Regions from separate parts of the Macaca fascicularis genome. Here region 2 is linked to region 1. The links are chromatin contacts, called in public Hi-C maps. All regions are on one chromosome and are shown on one strand. Each heading gives the region's core, a stretch centred on a gene start, on an enhancer-like site or on the middle of the called end of the contact. The rest is flanking DNA. Distances are from core to core; before and after follow the strand shown.

Evidence for each region. A called contact is a pair of places that touch in the nucleus more often than the background predicts.
Region 2: a contact with region 1 is called in a Hi-C map of liver, with 1.7 times the contacts expected there. The contact joins the enhancer-like site here to the promoter of MAP3K20 in region 1. A contact is called at or near these places in 2 of 2 Hi-C or Micro-C datasets (liver and skeletal muscle).

Annotation. Positions count from the first base shown.
Region 1 is chr12:68,608,656-68,612,913 of T2T-MFA8v1.1, reverse strand. It overlaps MAP3K20 (mitogen-activated protein kinase kinase kinase 20), which reads right to left and starts at 2,105. Exons shown (of 20, transcript XM_065525653.2): 1 at 1,970-2,105. LOC123567913 (a long non-coding RNA gene) reads left to right here and starts at 544. Exons shown (of 3, transcript XR_006691071.2): 1 at 544-604; 2 at 871-957.
Region 2 is chr12:68,746,542-68,750,799 of T2T-MFA8v1.1, reverse strand. The region is part of intron 10 of MAP3K20 (mitogen-activated protein kinase kinase kinase 20); the gene reads right to left. Among named protein-coding and RNA genes, the nearest start is that of CDCA7, 140 kb to the left of the region's middle. Within about 2 kb of position 1,764, at least 1 of the 6 cell types and tissues checked has an H3K27ac peak or open chromatin away from gene starts, as enhancers often do. A contact at or near this core is called in liver, where this site is marked.

The DNA of each region.
Region 1 (4,258 bases), core at 856-3,355:
CTCTCTTTCCCTCTCTTTACTGTGTCCTTATATATTCCCTAAAAGAATAAGAAAAACAGATCAATCATTTATTTGCTTTTTTAGACAAGAAAGTCCTTGCAATTGCATCATGGTCATTTACTCTGGAATTATTATCACTAAATTTTTTTATTTAAACAACAATATTTTGCAGTTAAAAAACTCCCCCAAATAATCTCAAAAAGTTATAGGAATTAAATTGTGAAAGATTAAAATAAACATTGCAGGGGTCCAAAAGACTATTTTTATCTTAATTCTCTATTCCCAAACTAAATTCGTATTCATTTACAGTCTCCTAAATCTCTCACTATAGTAGCAGGAATTTAAAACAAAGACTCTGCAAATGACCATAAACATAATTAAAATGCAGCCATCACTTTTTTTTTTTTTTTTTTTGAAAATTGAAAAACAAGTGAAATTTCACTGTGGAGAGAGGCCTACTACAAGGAGGACATTAGCCTTGAATCACTTGTTTATTTTTGTCTTTAAACGTGTTTGGAGGTTTGGATCCACTAAATCCTAGCTGTTAATTTCAAGGAAGGTCAGGGAAACAAGAAGTCTCTCCTAAAACAGCTTTGGGGTTAAAGTAGGTACTGTTTTCAACAATCTTAATTCAAATATCCTCAAATTCACTCTGTAAGACGATTCTCACACACCATTATTAATGAGCTGCTTACTGTACTATACTTGGAATGGGCCCCTAAATTGTGTTGCTTTCATTATTACAGAAACTAACAAAAATAGTAATTAAGTTCCCCATAAACAGTGCTTATGCGCGATCTCAAAGCGCATCAGAAACATTAACATTTTCGGCGATCTAACAGAGATAATCTTTTTAAAAATTTTTTTTAGGCAATCGGATGTTATCTAGCCAGTCCTGAATTAAAGTTTTCTGAAAGCTGTCATGGGCAAGCGAGGCCAGGCGAGGCGGCGGCCTGGGTAAGTACTTCTCGGCCTGGTGCAGGTCTGGGAGCCCACAAAAAGACGGCTGCCTGAGGGTCGCCAAAGGGGACAACCCGGGCTCCGGTGGGAGGAAAGGGGGAAGCCCGAGAGGGCGGGCGCGCCACGCTGCCCAAGCCCGGCGAAGGAAGGGCGGGGAGCGGCGGCTCTGGGTGGCTCTGGATACATTTACGCATGTTTGTAAAACTAATCTTTAGTGTTCATTGTTCCTGCTGGTTATTCGCATGGCCTAATTACGTGAGGAAAACAGAATGAAAGAAAATGGATGGAAAGCAACACCGCTAGCGGCCGAGTTCTTAGAAAAGCAGAAGTTCGTCGTCCCTCCTCGCACGCACAGCGAGTGCTGGGAAGTGGCCTGCATCCTGCCCTGATTTGGGGGCCTCGCGGTTCCCCTCCCGACAGTGCCCCAACCACCCGCTGCTTGGCCGGCTCTCCTGTTTGCAGAGCCCCTGCCCGTGCCGCACGCCCAGGGCCGCGGAATCCCGAGCCGCTCCGGCCTGCGCCCCGCGCCTCCAGGCACCAACTTCTCCGTGGGACTGGCCCGAACTTTCCCGAACCGCACTTGGCGGCGCCGCGGCCGAGGTCCCGCGAGGACTCCTCCGGCGCGGCGAATGCTCGCTCCGGCCGCCGCCGCCGCCGCGCGGGTCCTGGGTCAGGGAGAGGAGCCCCAAGTAGCATCCAGAGGCCGCCTGGACTCCCGGGCCCCGGCGGAACCTCGGCCCCAAGACGCGAGGACGACTCGCGAGCGCGGCGGGCCTCGCCCCCTCCCTCCCCGCCCTCCGCGGGCTCCAGCCTGGACCCTACCTGGCTCCCAGGCCGGGCGCGAGCAGCAGCCGGGGGCGCGGAGGCCCCGCGCGCGACGAGGGCGGCGGGGGTTGGAACGACAGCGGCCCGCGCGGCTCCCACGCTTCCGCCGGAGTCAGGAGTTGAACATTCCGCCTCTCTGCCCGGCGCCAATGAGGAAGACAGTCACGGCAACAGCACCACCTACCTCCCGGCGCGGAACGGCCGGGCAGCCCTCCCCTCACACGCGCGGGCGAGCGGGGCGTGGGGAAGGCGCTTGGGCCTCCCTGGCCTGCGCCCGGGGGCACCATCCGCCCCGCGCCCCGGCACCCGCCGAGGCCCCCAGGCACACCTGCCCTGCTGTCGGGGGAGAGCTGTGGGGGTGTTCCCCCTGGCCACCATCTTTTTGACGAGTTAACACCACCTGCTACTCCTTCAACTCAGTCTTCAACAAACAGGCGCGGGGGACGCAAAGAAATAGAGGCTGTTTTGTGCCCTGCAAGAGTTAATTCTCTAGTTGGGAAAGGGACAAACGTAGAGATTTCTGGGAACACAGGTCTGAAGGCTGCCTCCCTAGAAAGATCAGTAGGTACCTCTGGAATTTTGAGGAGGGGCCGTGGTCCGCTGCTGTAGTTGGTAACTTTAACAGAGCAGAGTTCAGATGAGGAACCAGAGTCCATTACAGGCCTAAGCCAAAGGTAGAGGTGGGCGTTGGGAAGAAAAGAAATTTCTGATTGGGGAGGATGGTTTTGTGAAGGAAAAGTGCGAGGAGGTGGCAAGGCATAGGCAACATTATCCAGGAGTTTGGATTTGAATTTTATTATCCATGGACACCGGGGAGCAGTGAAAAATTAGAATCAAAGGGGTGAAATGGGTGTTTGTGTTTTTGTTTAAACTGTAATTTTGAGAGAGTAGTCCACAGTAGTTGTAGCTTGGGTTGCTAGGATGGGACCAGGATGAGTGGTAGATATTGTCACCACCCGGTTGTGGGATCATGAGGACCTGAGTTAGGGTGTAGGAAATGGAATTAAAAAAAAGAAATGGGCTGGGTGTGGTGCTTGTAATCCCAGCACTTTGGGAGATCAAGCTGAGGGGATCACTTGAGAACTGACTGGGTAACATAGTGAGACCTCATCTCTAAAAAAATCAAAAACTTAGCCCGGTGTGGTGCCACGCATCTATAGTCCCAGCTACTTGGGAGGCTGAGGTGGGAGAATCGCTTGAGCTGGGGAAGTCGAGTCTGAAGTGAAACACAATCGCATCACTGCACTCCAGCCTGGATGAGAGTGAGACTCTGTCTTTAAAAAAAAAAAAAAAAAAAAAAAAAACAAGAAGAAATGGAATTGAGAGAAATATTAAATATTTCAGCAAGAGGGCACAGAAATTGGTAACCCACAAGATTTAGAAGAGAAGCGGCAAGATTTAGAAGAGAAGAAGAGGAGAGGTGATGCCAAGATTTCAGACCTGGATGACTGGAAGAATGATGGTGTCATTGACAGGAATAGGAATACGTGAAAGGGAAGCTGGCTTCATGTTGAGTTTGAGGTCATAGAAGTAAAAACAGGTAGAGATGCAGCAACTGAAATATGAAACTGAAATTCAGAAAAGAGGTCAAGAGTGAAATAGAAAATTTGTAAGTCATTCGATAGGTTAAAGATACGAAAGCGGAGAGATGGGTGAATAGAGGTTAAAAAGCAATTTATTAGTCTGGTATTCAAATTAATTTGCCCTTTGATAAGGACTGGAGATTTTAGCATTAATAAATTGTATTTTGATAACTGAGAAATTAGAATTGATGAAAATTGCCATGCTAAAAAAATTTGTAATGCAGGTCTAATAAAATAATTCAAATAATTCCATCCTATCCATTCAAGGAAAAACTAAGACTCTTTAGCATAGACCCCAGGCGTAGGAAGACTCCAGTCATTTTACCTTACCTTCAGAAGCACTTGTTTGTGATGGAAAGGACACTAGACTGAGAGTCAGAGAACCTGACTTCTGATTTTAGAGCCACCGGTTATCAGCTAGAGTGCTTTGCAGGATAGGCCACAGTTTCCTCCTCTACAAAATAAGAGGGACTAATTAGAAGTTAGTTACAGGTCCCAGCTTTAAAACCATGAATGTATTGCTTTAAATTTGGAGCACATGGCTTAAAAGCATTAATATTTTTAGCCACATTGCCCTTGCTTCCCATCCCTTTTCCTTCATTCTGTTTTCCTCACATAATTAGGCCAAGAGAATCACCAGCAGGAACAAGAAACACTAAAGATTAGTCTCAGAAGTATGCTTAAATGATAATCTAGTAGACATTTACTTGTCTTCCCAAATAGGTTGCAAGCCCTTTGAGGTCACATCTTCTATTCTGTGGTATTGGCATATGTATTGTCCATAGCTGAAATAAATATATAATGATTGCATGATAAACTGATTGCCTCAAGTTTGGTTTTTCTTTTGTCAAGCTGCCTATTTCCTATTGATTATACTGATCTTTTAGGGC
Region 2 (4,258 bases), core at 515-3,014, 140 kb before region 1:
TTAGGGCTGTCGCAATGTTTAAGTCTCAATTTATGTTTTCAGAACTGGAAGTTCTTTCCCTTGAGTTTCTGAAAAGCCTGTAAGTAAGCAATAATACTGAGAGAATGAGGGAGAGGGAGAGGGAAGTCAAGGCTAGAGAAGGCACTGGAGGGGAGGATGCAGAAGATGGGAACTGGGTGACTATTGCAGAATAGCTGCTGGGTGCTGCCAGCTGCTGCTTCCAGGTGCCGCTGAGGCAGTCCTGTGTTGCGACGGCATAATCATGATTGAGATGTTGACTATGGAAGGTAGAAGCCCCCACATCTAAGTTAATGAATATATGTAACCAAAGTCTGCCTTTTTCTTTCTAGGGAGAATAACAGTAAGTAAACAGCTTACTCTTATTGGAACATTCCAATGCTCTTACAGATACTAACCAAATGAATGAAAACAAAAAGTTCTGGACATTCACTGGCAAAATCCAACTCTGCACAGGTATGGAGGTGGGTCTGGATTTGGCTCAACACTTTACTTCCCTACTTGTCCGAAATGCACCTCAGAGCAAGGGTGGCAGCAATCAGGTGTAAGAAGCCTCTGCTGCGACGCCCACAAATATCAACACCCATCCCTTTTACTGGTGCCATTTGAAAAATCATAAAAGGCTGTAAGTCATATTACAGTCCCTAAAGAAGGCAGTGATTCAGCCATCTTTCAGAATTATGACTGTACCATAAAATCCAAATTTTATCCCTGATATTTCGGATAAAAATATTATGACTATGCACATAAACGAAGTTTTTATTTTTCAGTGGAAGACTGAGGGGAAAAAATCAGCGTGAAAAACCTTAGGGTAAATTTTTGTCATAAAAAAAGAAGAGTGAGCCATCTTCAGTTGGTGAAGCGGTCAGTAGGCGGCAAGGGGGTGGTGGGAGCTGGTCGGGCTCAGTGTGCGATGGCAGAGGCCTGGGCCGGCGTCTACACGGCGCTTCTGCCAACCCAGTCCCCACGCCCCTGCCAGTGAGACTAATCTCACTGATGTTCTTTTAGACCAGGGTAAATGGTCACTACATTCTATTTCACTTGTAATTTAAGCCAAAGATGCATCTCAAGTTCCAGCTCTGGGAGCCTACTGCGATGTGAGCACTTCTGGAAAACGGATCAAGAGTTAAATGGACGGGAAGCTGTGACACAGAAACTAACACCGAGTAAATCTCCGTCCTCAATCTGTCTCCTCAGGCCCAGCTTTCCAACAGCACTCCCGACACTGCCGAGTCTGAAATCGTGTGGGAGGTTATATGCCATTAGAGATGTGACCCCAACCCGGGGACGACATAAAAACAGCTGCTTCCTTGGTTTTTTTGGCGCATTGTTTTGTATCAAATGCATTTGTTGATATATTTATATAACCTTCTTGTTCTAAAAATATACTTTAAATGTCTTAGTTGATGAAAATTATGGTCTTCTCGTAAGCCAAATCCAATCAAGGTCAATGTCAACTAGTATCAATTTTCCATATGCCAAAAACAGGCAATGAACTGTAATTATCTTCTTTCATCAGACAGAAACTTACTTTGAAATAAAAGGTCAATTTGTAAAAAGAGTGATATAGCGTATATATTACATGATAAATGTATAATCTGTTTATTAAATGTAGTGTTATATATTACATGATTTGTGCTAACATTGCACAAATTGCAAAGGTTACATGTTTTGATCTCTGGGTTTTTGTTTTTAAGAAGGCATGTCACGGTGAGAGTACTTTGGTCACCACGGGAAACACAACCAACCAAGTGTTTTGCCAAGAGACACAGATCTGAACGCTCATCACAACACTGCATGCCTCGTTCAGTGCAGGTTGCCACAGATCTACAGACAATTACCATGGTTAATGAAAATCCAAAACAGGACCCACAGGATGACACATTTTCTGTTCTTAATGCTTATTGCCATTATTGCTAGTAAGTCAATGGGAGGAGAAACAAGCTGAAGGTCTGATGAATAAGGAAAAGTCTGACACTAGATATTGTTCCTATCATTTATTAGGTCAAAGGAAAGAACATAGTCTATGTGGTTTTTAATAATGTAGTTTTAAAAAGAGTTTTCAGAATAACCATTCAGTTTTCTAAAAATACAAGTTGCATCTGGTCTATGTGTAGAGGAAGCTCTACCAGAAAATAATCATTTGCCAGAAACACCACAGCAGGATTGGAATCAGGCTTCACTGTGATCACTGTGACTCTAATTTACTAAAACACTCTTTGGACACTAGTCATGTGGTTTCAGACACTAGATAAAAGTTGGGGGGGAAGAGGAAGTAGTTCGAATGTGTTGTCTTTTGAAATGTTGAGATTATCTGAAAAAAACATAATTCTTTTCAGGAGTTTACATATTGAGTTAGACACCTTAATAACCTAAAATGATCATGCCCTATAATATTTCTCTTAGCTAAAAAGGAATTCAGTCAAGTGAATATTGCATACTAATGAGAAGACAGCATGACAATGGCCACAAGTCTAGTAACCGCACTGTACAGTATGAGTGCAAGGGCAGGCTGTGTTACCAGACCACCCAGGTTCTGTTACTGTATTCTGTCCTGGGTTCTGTTCTCAGTACTGTATGATTTTGAGCAAGTTACTCAATTTACCTTTGCATCTGTGATATAATTTAGGGTTGCTATGGGGATTAAAAAAGAAAATCTAAATGAAGTACAAGCATCTGGTAAAAACCTAATAAGTGACAACTGTGTTTATTATTATTAAAATTACTATTATAGTCCTCTCTGTTTTTAACCAATTGCCTACTTCAGTGAAAACAGCTCTGCTGCTTCTCAAACTGTGGTTTACTGGTTTGGGTCAGGATATATATTCTCTCTCCAGCTCTCAGAACAGGATTAACAGTTCTTGAAAGATGAGGAGGCCCCCTAGGCAACTGTATTCCTTTTACTAAAATACGTCACTGTATTTTACCTCCTTTTTCCCCCATTGTCAATCATCAGTTTCATTTCCCTCACTTTCACCTTCAAGCATTTTAAAAATTCAATTTATCATGCAACTAGTCCATGTTTAATGTGGAAGAAGTAGGAAATAAAGATATACAAATAAAAAACACTCTGTATAATTCCATTACCCACTGATAACACTGACTTTTTGATACTTTTCTCTGTGTACATATACACAATAATATATTTTATAAAAAACAGAATCATTCTAAACAAACTAGACTGTAGGCTCAACTTTGAAATCATTTATCAGACCTGTGATTTTAGGAATGACCTTATTACTCTGTGTATGGAGATATAATCATTTTTAATTTATTTTTATTCTCTATTGTACTTTATACCATTTCTGGTTTACCCTTCTCAATGATGCTTTGCTGAAGAAGTGTCCCTACATTTTTGCACAGCTTTCTCATTTCTTTTCTTTTCTTTTCTTTTTTTTTTTTTGAATAGGATCTCACTCTGTAGCCCAGGTTGGAGTGTAGCGGCCTGATCTCGGCTCAATGCAGCCTCGACCTCCCCAGCTCAAGCGATCCTGCCACCTCAGCCTTCCGAGTAGCTGGGACCACAGGTTAGAGTAACAATGCCCAGCTAATTTTTTTTATTGTGAGTGGAGATGAGGTCTCTCTGTGTTGCCCAGGCTAGTCTCAAACTTCTGGGCTCAAGCAATCTTTCACCTCGGCCTCTCAAAGTGTTGGGATTACACGTGTGAGCCACCACGCCTGGCCTTGTTGACATACTTTAAAAGACTCCCTATCTTGGTATTAAAATCTTACTAATCCCTTCGATAATAGATCGAATAGCATTTTCTCCAGAATCCTTTTACCATGTCCTTGGACTAGATCAGATTTCATGGTTATCTGCTCTCTAGTATATTTCTCTGTCATGATACTTGTCAAAATAGAAATGAGATCGTTTTGAATATATTTAATAGTTTAACATTGGACACTTGGGCTGGAGAGCTCCATGTGCCCTGGGACTCTTGTGCTCATTGCTACAGCCCAGTACCAGAATGGCACCAGTTGTTCTCACACCAGCAGAAGTTCAATGAATGGATAATGAATGAATGAATGAATGAATGAATGAATATAAGAAGTACTTTTGTCATGGCAAACAAATTAACTTACATATTTATATTCTCTTGTATAATATCACAATCTCTTTTTATATTATTACCACCATGGTAATTTTCTCTCTTGCTTCCCCAAATATTTACTAAGCAAATGCTGTGTTCAAGGCACATTTTGATGCTGTGAGTGATGAGCAAACGTGATTGTCTGCCTC